Regions from separate parts of the Zea mays genome. Here region 2 is linked to region 1. Evidence: chromatin contacts called from public Hi-C data. All regions are on one chromosome and are shown on one strand. Each heading gives the region's core, a stretch centred on a gene start, on an enhancer-like site or on the middle of the called end of the contact. The rest is flanking DNA. Distances are from core to core; before and after follow the strand shown.

Region 1 (4,380 bases), core at 1,073-3,572:
CCAATACCCCTCACTCCACCCCTAACCGAACAAGACCTTAGTCGATGTTGACATCCCCACATATATAGGTGTACATTCGGGCTGCACGGTTCGACCCGATCCAAGCTAAAAAAGCTCGGTCTGTTTGAATTTTGGTCCGACTTGGTCTGGCCCGTATTTATTTCGGGTTGTGTTGGCCCGGCCCATAGGACTGACACGAAGTTGCTTAAACGTGTTAGACTCATTTCGGGCGAGCCGAAATTATAAGGATGTCGAAATTCAGTTTATGGCCCGAAATTTACATTAGATCCGAAAATTCAAAACATATTTAAGAAAAAATAAAAGATAAGACAAATAAATTTGACCAAAAGGAAGCTTAATATTCCTATTAAGTTATTACTAGAGCTATGCAATAACTACTGTTGGGGGTCTATCTTGTCGAAGGTCCTCAGAACGACTCACCTTCGGTATAAGAAAATGTGTTTCAGGCACATATGTAGAGACATACGAAGATTGACTTTGGCCGAAGTAGAGTGCAATGAAGTTTCGACAGTATATGCGAACGACGGAGGTACAAGCCAACCTCGGCATAGAAAAAGCTTTGTGTGCAGTAACAACGAAGGAAAAAAGTTGAAGACTTGTGCAACAGGAAAGGAAAGGAAAGGAAAAGACATTAATGACCTCGTGATGTTTGTAAATCATAATTGTAAACCTTGTGGGCGTGTATGTAATTCCACATGAAACTGCATCCCATCCTTATAAATAGGTGAGCACTGTCATGCATAAAACACCTTTTGAGGGCCTTAAGATTCACCTCTCTTAGCTTTTAAAGTACCTTCGAGTTGTCTCTTGTGTAAAGCCAAATGTACGTTTGTGTATTCAATTGATAAGGAGGATGAAATAAAAGAATGACGATGAGTACCTTGCTTCGTTCTTCATCGCGATCTCATACATTCTCACTTCACGTACATTCTTCATTTATTCCTTCTCCCTTGAAGCTACCCCTTCGAAGAAGAGATATGAAAAAGGGAGAATGTTTCAACCCTCTAACTTGTGTTGCCTTGTTTTTGATATCATATAGCAATCAGAAACAAGTGCCAAATAACTACCTCGTTAAAAATTCTTTTGTTAGAAGGAAAAGAGTAAAACCAGCTCCATATAGAGTTAGTAAGTTCAATTCATTGTCTAATGTTCATAACAAAGTAAAATTACATCACATACTCTAATTCGAAGCTTAAAAAACATCTAACTAGCTACATCTCTAGTTTTGTGTTTTTTATCAAATAAACGAAAGTATGAAACAAAGTACGATTTAATAAATATATGAATATTTTCGTGCCTCTATATAGACAATTTCATGTCTATTTTAAACGGATCGTGCCCGTGGCCACTCATAAGCCATGACATCGGCCCAAACCGAATCATATCGGTTCGTGCATAGGTCATGTTATTTTTCGTGCTTCGAACCCAAATGTCCACATCCCCACAAAAAGCAGTCGAAACGAACTAAAATTGGACCAGTCGGTGATTTAACGCGGAATGCCACTGGGACCAATCCTAGTCATTCGTTGGAGTGGAGGTCCGGGTCCGACACAGATAGGGATGGCAATCGGGCGGGTAGTACACGAATATATAGTTCGCAAATCCATACCCACGAGACAAAACTCAACCCATACCCGTACCCATAAACGTTCGTGGGTATGGATCTGTATCCATACCCGTACCCGCCGGGTATCCGTTATCCAGTGGATACCCGTTACCCGCCCGCCCACTACAATTTTAGGATTAAACACCAAACATCAATTTTATTACATTTCAAAATAATTATCATTCTAATAGCATTAAATGATAATTTCAGCACCAAACAACATGTTATGGATAAAAATTGAAAAATAAGAATTTATGATAATATATAAATCCGGATGGCCCACATGTTAGATATCCATTGGGTAACGAGTATGGATACTGGATATCCATACCCGCGAAAAAATATCCGCGGATACCTTATTATATCCATAACCGTACCCGCGGATATTAAATTCCACCATACCAATATCCAATGGATAATTATTCGCGGTTATTTACCCATAACCGTACCCATTGCCATCCTTAGACACAGAGAAGAATTTCTCGCTCGGTTTCCATCGGATTTTGGTGAAATTTACCGTTCCGGATACTAAGCGAGATATGAAAACCGATCCAAATTTTTTATATACTTCGACTTAGAATTTAAAAGTATATAAGTCAAAATTTAGTTAATAAAATGATATTCGGAAATTGCAACGGCAGCAACGATCAGGAAGCCCAGCCCAGCCCACACACCCCACCCCACGTCCCCACCCCGCCAGCCGGCACAAAGCGCGGCGTTAATATCTCCCCTCCCCCTTGCCCTCAGGTCTCCCCACCGCCCCCGATCCACCATTCCTCCTCCGGATTTCGCAGTCAGCGGTGAGCCTGCCCCTAACCCATCCCTCCCCCACCCTCTCCCAGATCTGAGCTCCTTGCGCTGTCAGATCTCTGCTCCCGATCCATCTCCGGCTGCCGCGCGCGGTAGATCTCCGTTCGGCAGCGTGTGATCTGCCCGATCCGTGCGGTTGGGTCTGGATCGGGTCGGTTCAGATCCGCGGCGCCGTCGCCTGGACGCGCCGGGGAGATTCGCGATCCGTTGTATACTTGTATGCTAGGCTTGGGGGAGATCTGAGCGCGGAATGAATGAACGGTTGACGATTCTGCAGGTGGTGAAGGTAGCGGGCGCGGAGGAAGATGGGGCTCGCGTTCGGGAAGCTCTTCAGCCGGCTCTTCGCCAAGAAGGAGATGCGGATTCTTATGGTCGGTCTCGACGCCGCCGGTAAAACCACCATCCTCTACAAGCTCAAGCTCGGCGAGATCGTCACAACCATCCCCACCATCGGTGAGTCCAACTTTTGCCTTTCCAACGTTGTTGGATCATGTTCGATTAGGTTGTGAAGAATGCTCTGTTAAATGATGGATCCGTACGATGCGCGATCTGTAAATACATGAGTGGTTGGGGGTTAAACGATACATGATCGTTTGTTTGCCCTGATGCTTGAATACGATTACAGGGGCCATTCAATGAGCCGTTCATATCATGACGAAATGACCCACATATTTGGTTGGATGGAACAAAATGCAATTACTATCACTCTAGAGAACAATTCATTGTCTTTTAGTTTACTGTCTATGTTTCATGGATTCTTTTAATGTATCATATTTGTTTCCTGTCTATAGAAACTCTGATATGATATAGCTTAATGAAATTCTGTTAGGTGATCACAATAAAATGCTCATCTTCTTGCTTGGTCTATTGTTCCAACTTGAAAATACTATTGTTTTATTATAGCCAGTGAAAACTGCAGTTTTCTTTCTGTTGTTTAAATCTCCTGTTTTGGCTTTTGGACTATTGGAAAGCTAATTTAGACATTAGCATCAGGATGAAGAAAAATTAAGAAAGAAAAAAATGTAAAGCATGATGGGGCAACAATGTATTAATAGCAGTATTTCTTGTAATGCAAGTTTTCAACATCATGATATTTTACAATAGTTGTAGAGCGCTTCACTAAAAAGGAACTGAGTTTCAATCATTAAATTTTGGTGACAAAAGTGTTTATTGTGTTCTGCATTCCTATTTTCTTATGATTATCATATGATGACATTACTGTGTTTTGTTTTTATGCTTCAGTTTTCTTTGTCTTACAAGATAAATGTTTTTTTTTGAAATGCAGGTTTCAATGTTGAAACTGTTGAGTACAAGAACATTAGCTTCACGGTCTGGGATGTCGGGGGTCAGGACAAGGTATAACCCTCCAACATCATTTTGTATTACCCATTTACACTACATAATGTTCTCTAAGGTAGCGTTTGGTTCTGGAGTATGGTGGAATGGAGCAGCTCCGCTCTCAATTTGTTGTTGTTTGGATTGGTTCCATATAGGATGGAGTGGGTATAAAAATGGAAAATTATGCTCAAACGTTGAACCATTTGGCTCCTTAGAATTTCTTGGACGGACCCGTTCCTCTGGGGACGGAGCCGTTCTATCCAAGTGGCTCCGGAACCAAACACTACCTAATTTCCTGTTCTTCCAGAATCCAAGAGCCACCATTCTTTTTTATTTTCTATTTGATTTCTTAGGCTAATCCGATTGTTAACAACGTAACATTATGACATCATATGAATTTTTAGACATGGGAATGTGCTTGGTCTTAGCCTTAGCATCTCTATATTAATGCAGTAATTTACATGTTTTATCACATTTTGACTGACTTGTACTCGTTTAATGAAAACAGATCAGACCTCTCTGGAGGCATTACTTCCAGAACACACAGGGTCTTATCTTTGTTGTGGATAGCAATGACCGTGACCGTGTTGTTGAAGCCAGAGATG
Region 2 (4,380 bases), core at 1,279-3,778, 610 kb before region 1:
ACTGATGGCAGATTGAAAAGACCAATTAGATACTAGGAGACATGCTCCATGCTTGCGCCTTATATTATGGGACAAGCTAGGATAAGAGCTTGCCATACGTAGAGTTCTCCTATAATAACATCTTATTATACCAATCTTAAGATGGCGCCATTCGAGGCCCTGTATGGTTGATGGTGCAGAACACCATTAGATTGGAGCCAAGTCAGTGAGAGGCAAGTTTTTGGGTCCAAGATCATCCAAGAAGCAGAAAGTGAAGATGGCCAAGGAGAATATGAAGATTGTCCAATCATGGTAGAAAAGCTATGCTGATAACAAGAGAATAGACCTAGCCTTTGAGGTGGAAGACTTCATCAATCTAAAGACATCCATTATTAGAGGATTGTGTAGGTTCAAGGTAAAGGGCGAGCTATTGCCCAGATATATTTGACCCTTCAAGGTCTTGGAACGGAAAGGTGAGGTAGCCTATTAGTTGGAGCTACCTAAGAGTTCGGTAGATGTACATGATGTGTTCCACATATCTCAGCTCAAAAAGTATCTGAGAGCACCAAATGAGCAACTACCAATAGAAAACTTGAACACATAAGAAGACCTAACCTACATACAACAACTAGTCAAAAACTTGAGGACAATCGAAAGGTATACATGAAGGAAAGTGGTGAGAATCCGTAAGGTCAGATAGAGTCACCACACGACATATGAGGCCACTTGGGACCGAGAGAACGATATCCGAGCCAATTACCCCAACCTCTTCTTCTGGCCTGACCTAAAATCTCGAGACAAGATTTTTTAGGGCTGATTTGGTGACTAGGGAATTAGTGGGGATCTATGGGGGCAAACTAGTCCTTAAGGGGGTCTATAACACCCTACTTTGGCATGATACAATTTTTTCCCTAAATTCTCAAACAATATGTTGCAGATCTTGAGAAGATTTTTTCCCTTTTTAACTTAATTTCTATCTATTTTACCCTAATAAGAAAAAGGTGGGAAATTAATTTTGTATACAAATCCTGACAATAAATGAGCTCAAACTTCACCTAAATGTTTTATGGATATTTCTAATTTTGGTAAAATTTTGAAGTGATTTGGAGTGCATTTGATTTGAATTTGAAAATCAAACCTAAATTCAAATTTGGAAAATGGAAAAAGATAAAACAGTGCCACGCGAGGCCATATGTTTTCAGTCTAGTAGGCGCCCATGCCCGTGCTCACACCCACTCTCTCTTAAAGGGGACCGCTTTGTCAACCGCTTGCCTTGCATGCGCGTCATGTCTCCCTTTGACGTGTGGAGCTCGTGTGTCATCCCCAACCCTTTGTTGTGCTTGTTATTATCCAGTGGACATCCCGCCGTTGATCTCGCCCCTGTGCAACTCGAACACTGCCACTATGCACGTCACCTGACAACGAACACCATGAACATTCACTCTAGCATTTGCTCCCCCTCTTTCCTCCCTAGATGCCCACGACATTAACCGAGTGTGTCCATCAGTATTTAATGGGTGAACGACCACGCTGCTCCCACAGGTGCCCTCTCCCCTTCAATCATTGGCGTGCACCTACAAAACCCGATCCTCGCACGCCCTGCTTACTCCACTTCGAGCTCCCAGCCACTAGAGTCCTCTCCCCTCGCCACCAGTGTCCTCGTTGCCGTTCAGGAGCATTAGACCAAGGGGGAGCGACACCCTTGTGTGGGTATTCGAACGAATATTACTGGGAAGTGCTGACCCTCGATAACCTCGAGAAAACATTGAGGTCTCCAACCATTTCCTTACTTTACATATTTATTTTTGAGCAATTCAATTCAAGCATCTATATTCATAGATTTGTCATGTTAGTATAGAGTTGGAAATTAGGATGCAAACTTTGTCATATCTTTAGGTACTTAGGTGAAATTGAGTTTATGATTAAGATTTATTTTTTATGAGAAATTTTAGAAAAGCCTAATTTATCTCTCTGGTGGTCATCCTTTTTCTTTCACATGAGGTCACGAGTGTTGGGGAGGAGCTAGACCATGAAGGGAAAACATGAGATATGGGAAGAAGAAGAAAAAAAATAGAGAAAGGTATTATAGTTATTTTATTCTTTTGACCTATCATGTTAAACTGTTTTTTCAAATAAACATCTAAACTAACTTTGGTCAAAATAATAGCTTTACCAATAAAGTCGAGCTACGTCAAACGAGACATAGATGAGATACATATACTTTTATATGTAGTCCTCCTGAAGCTAGGTATGCACAACAAAATGGATTTTAAGATTATGTAAGAAAAGAAAAACCACGATTTTCAATATTATGAAACCATTGTTTTAACTTAAAAAACTTGTCTAAAAACAGCAACCAATTATATGCTACTTGCTGTAAATATAAAATGCTACAAAAAATAAATAAAATTGTTCTGAAAATAAGATCAATCATAAAACCACCTAACAAGAAACTGAAAAGTAAAACTTCGCAAGAAAAATGTGGGCAGGCGCTCAAGATTCATGTGTCCAGCGACCGAGAAAACCCCCAAAATGTGCTTTACCTTCTAAAAATAGGCTCCCCAAGAAACCCACGGACAACAGAGTAGCTTAAACACGCGCTCGCGTACAGCGAAGAAATGGCGATGGCGATGCAGCCATCTTAGTCCCCTTCCCTGATCCCCTCTCCCTCTCCTTCTCCATGGCCGCCCCTCCTCTGGTGTTTGTCGCCGCTGCCATAGCCGCGCTCGCCATCTTCGTCCTCGTCCTCGTCGTCTTCGCCTTCCGGCGATGGTGGTGGTGGCGGCGGCAGCGCCGCCCGCTCCAGGCCGCGGCGGAGGCCTCGACCCCGGTCGCTGTCCAGGTCAAAATCCAAGCTTTCTTGTCCCTTCTTGTTGCCTCGAAACCTCGATGTTTTTGACGCGGATCGCTGGTCCCGGTGTTTCCTGGAAAAATACACACAGACACAGGGATCACCGGTCGATTTTTTTTTTTTTTGGGGGGGGGGGGGGGGGGTGCGTTCTTGGTGCCGCGCCATTAGCAGAGAATTCTTACGGCGCATTTTTTCGTTGTGTGTTTTCCTCAAACGTTCGTGATTCTGTTTCTGGCTCGTTTTCTTGACTAATCTGGTAGTCTTGTAGATACATATCGCATTGATGGTTTGAGGCTGTTTGATGTGTTCCACTGTAGTTGCATGCTTAAGGTTGATTAGGCTGTACCGCTGTAGTTGCTGCTTGCGTTGGCATCGATCGCTATTAATTGGTCAGCAGCGTGAGAAAAGTATTGTTGTTACATTTTGTTGTTCGGTGATCATGGTATCAAATCATTGCTTATTGTATTTTCGTAGTTGATGGACCATGATAAATGATTAGTATCTAGCTCCCAAGCGGACAAAAACAAAATCTACTCCCTAATGAGAAGAAACATTTTAGCTGATTTCTACCTCTCCGTGCACCAGAACATGCTGGATTCTGTGAGCTAGGCAATGGAACTTAATCAGGAATCTGAAAGAAGTATTAAATTTGGGCTTTCTTCATTTCAATATTATTGTGCAGGAGCTTTGGTTATTGAACTTCTTTCCTCACACAAGCAGATCAGTCATAAACTAAAAGGAAATAAAAATCTGTGCCGAAAGTAATTCAATATGCATGGTCTTAGCCATAGACTTGGCACTTTCCTTAATAATTTCTGTGGAGTGGTAGCCACTAGCCACATCAATTGATCTTTGCCTTTCATGCAATGCTTACGATAACTAGTTATACTGGAATGTAATTGTGTACTGAGGCATTTTCACTACATGATCTACATCAAGCTCTTCTTTTCTTTAATTGCAACGCAGATGTACTTGTATTGGTGTCTCAATGGTTTACACTCTCCACTTGCAGGAGGAGGATATAGATAGGCCTCTTCTTTCCGAAAATCGGGACGATCACTCTAGACAAAGTAATTATTTTCTTGGAAGTTCTGTAGGAGAACCTTCAAAGATTCAATCAAATAGGAGTAACATTTCGCCTAGAAGTCATGCAATTGCTGATACAGGGAGGACTTATCCAGATGAATGTTGTGCTACACAAGGTTTGCATAATCATACCCCAACCATTTAATAGCCTTGTTGGAATATCAGCTATGTTCTTGTCTTGTTGAATTGCTCTAGTTATTGATTGACAAAACAATTTTCCAGTTACTGAGAATCACTACTGATACTGATTTTGTAGGAGAAACTCATGTAATCAATATTGAAAATGATACTTCTGAAGAGTTTCGATTAGGAAGCACGTTAAGACGGACATCACCAGCAAAATTGACAACACCTGCTCAGAAGCACAGAAGGGTTTCTGGAGATGACTATCATAATGGAAGTGTTCCTCTGAAGGATAGTACATATCGTAAGCTATCCTTCAAACTTGACTTGGACATTCTAAT

The links. A called contact is a pair of places that touch in the nucleus more often than the background predicts.
Region 2: a Hi-C map of leaf shows a contact between it and region 1, with 5 times the contacts expected there. The contact joins the promoter of LOC100285824 here to the promoter of LOC100280918 in region 1. A contact is called at or near these places in 2 of 25 Hi-C or Micro-C datasets (leaf and tassel).

The regions. Positions count from the first base shown.
Region 1 is chr2:164,604,820-164,609,199 of Zm-B73-REFERENCE-NAM-5.0, reverse strand. LOC100280918 (ADP-ribosylation factor 1) reads left to right here and starts at 2,322. Exons shown (of 7, transcript NM_001371433.1): 1 at 2,322-2,427; 2 at 2,715-2,890; 3 at 3,723-3,793; 4 at 4,284-4,380. The coding sequence starts at 2,743.
Region 2 is chr2:165,218,713-165,223,092 of Zm-B73-REFERENCE-NAM-5.0, reverse strand. It overlaps LOC100285824, which reads left to right and starts at 2,528. Exons shown (of 13, transcript NM_001158714.3): 1 at 2,528-2,821; 2 at 3,843-4,032; 3 at 4,173-4,343. The coding sequence starts at 2,660.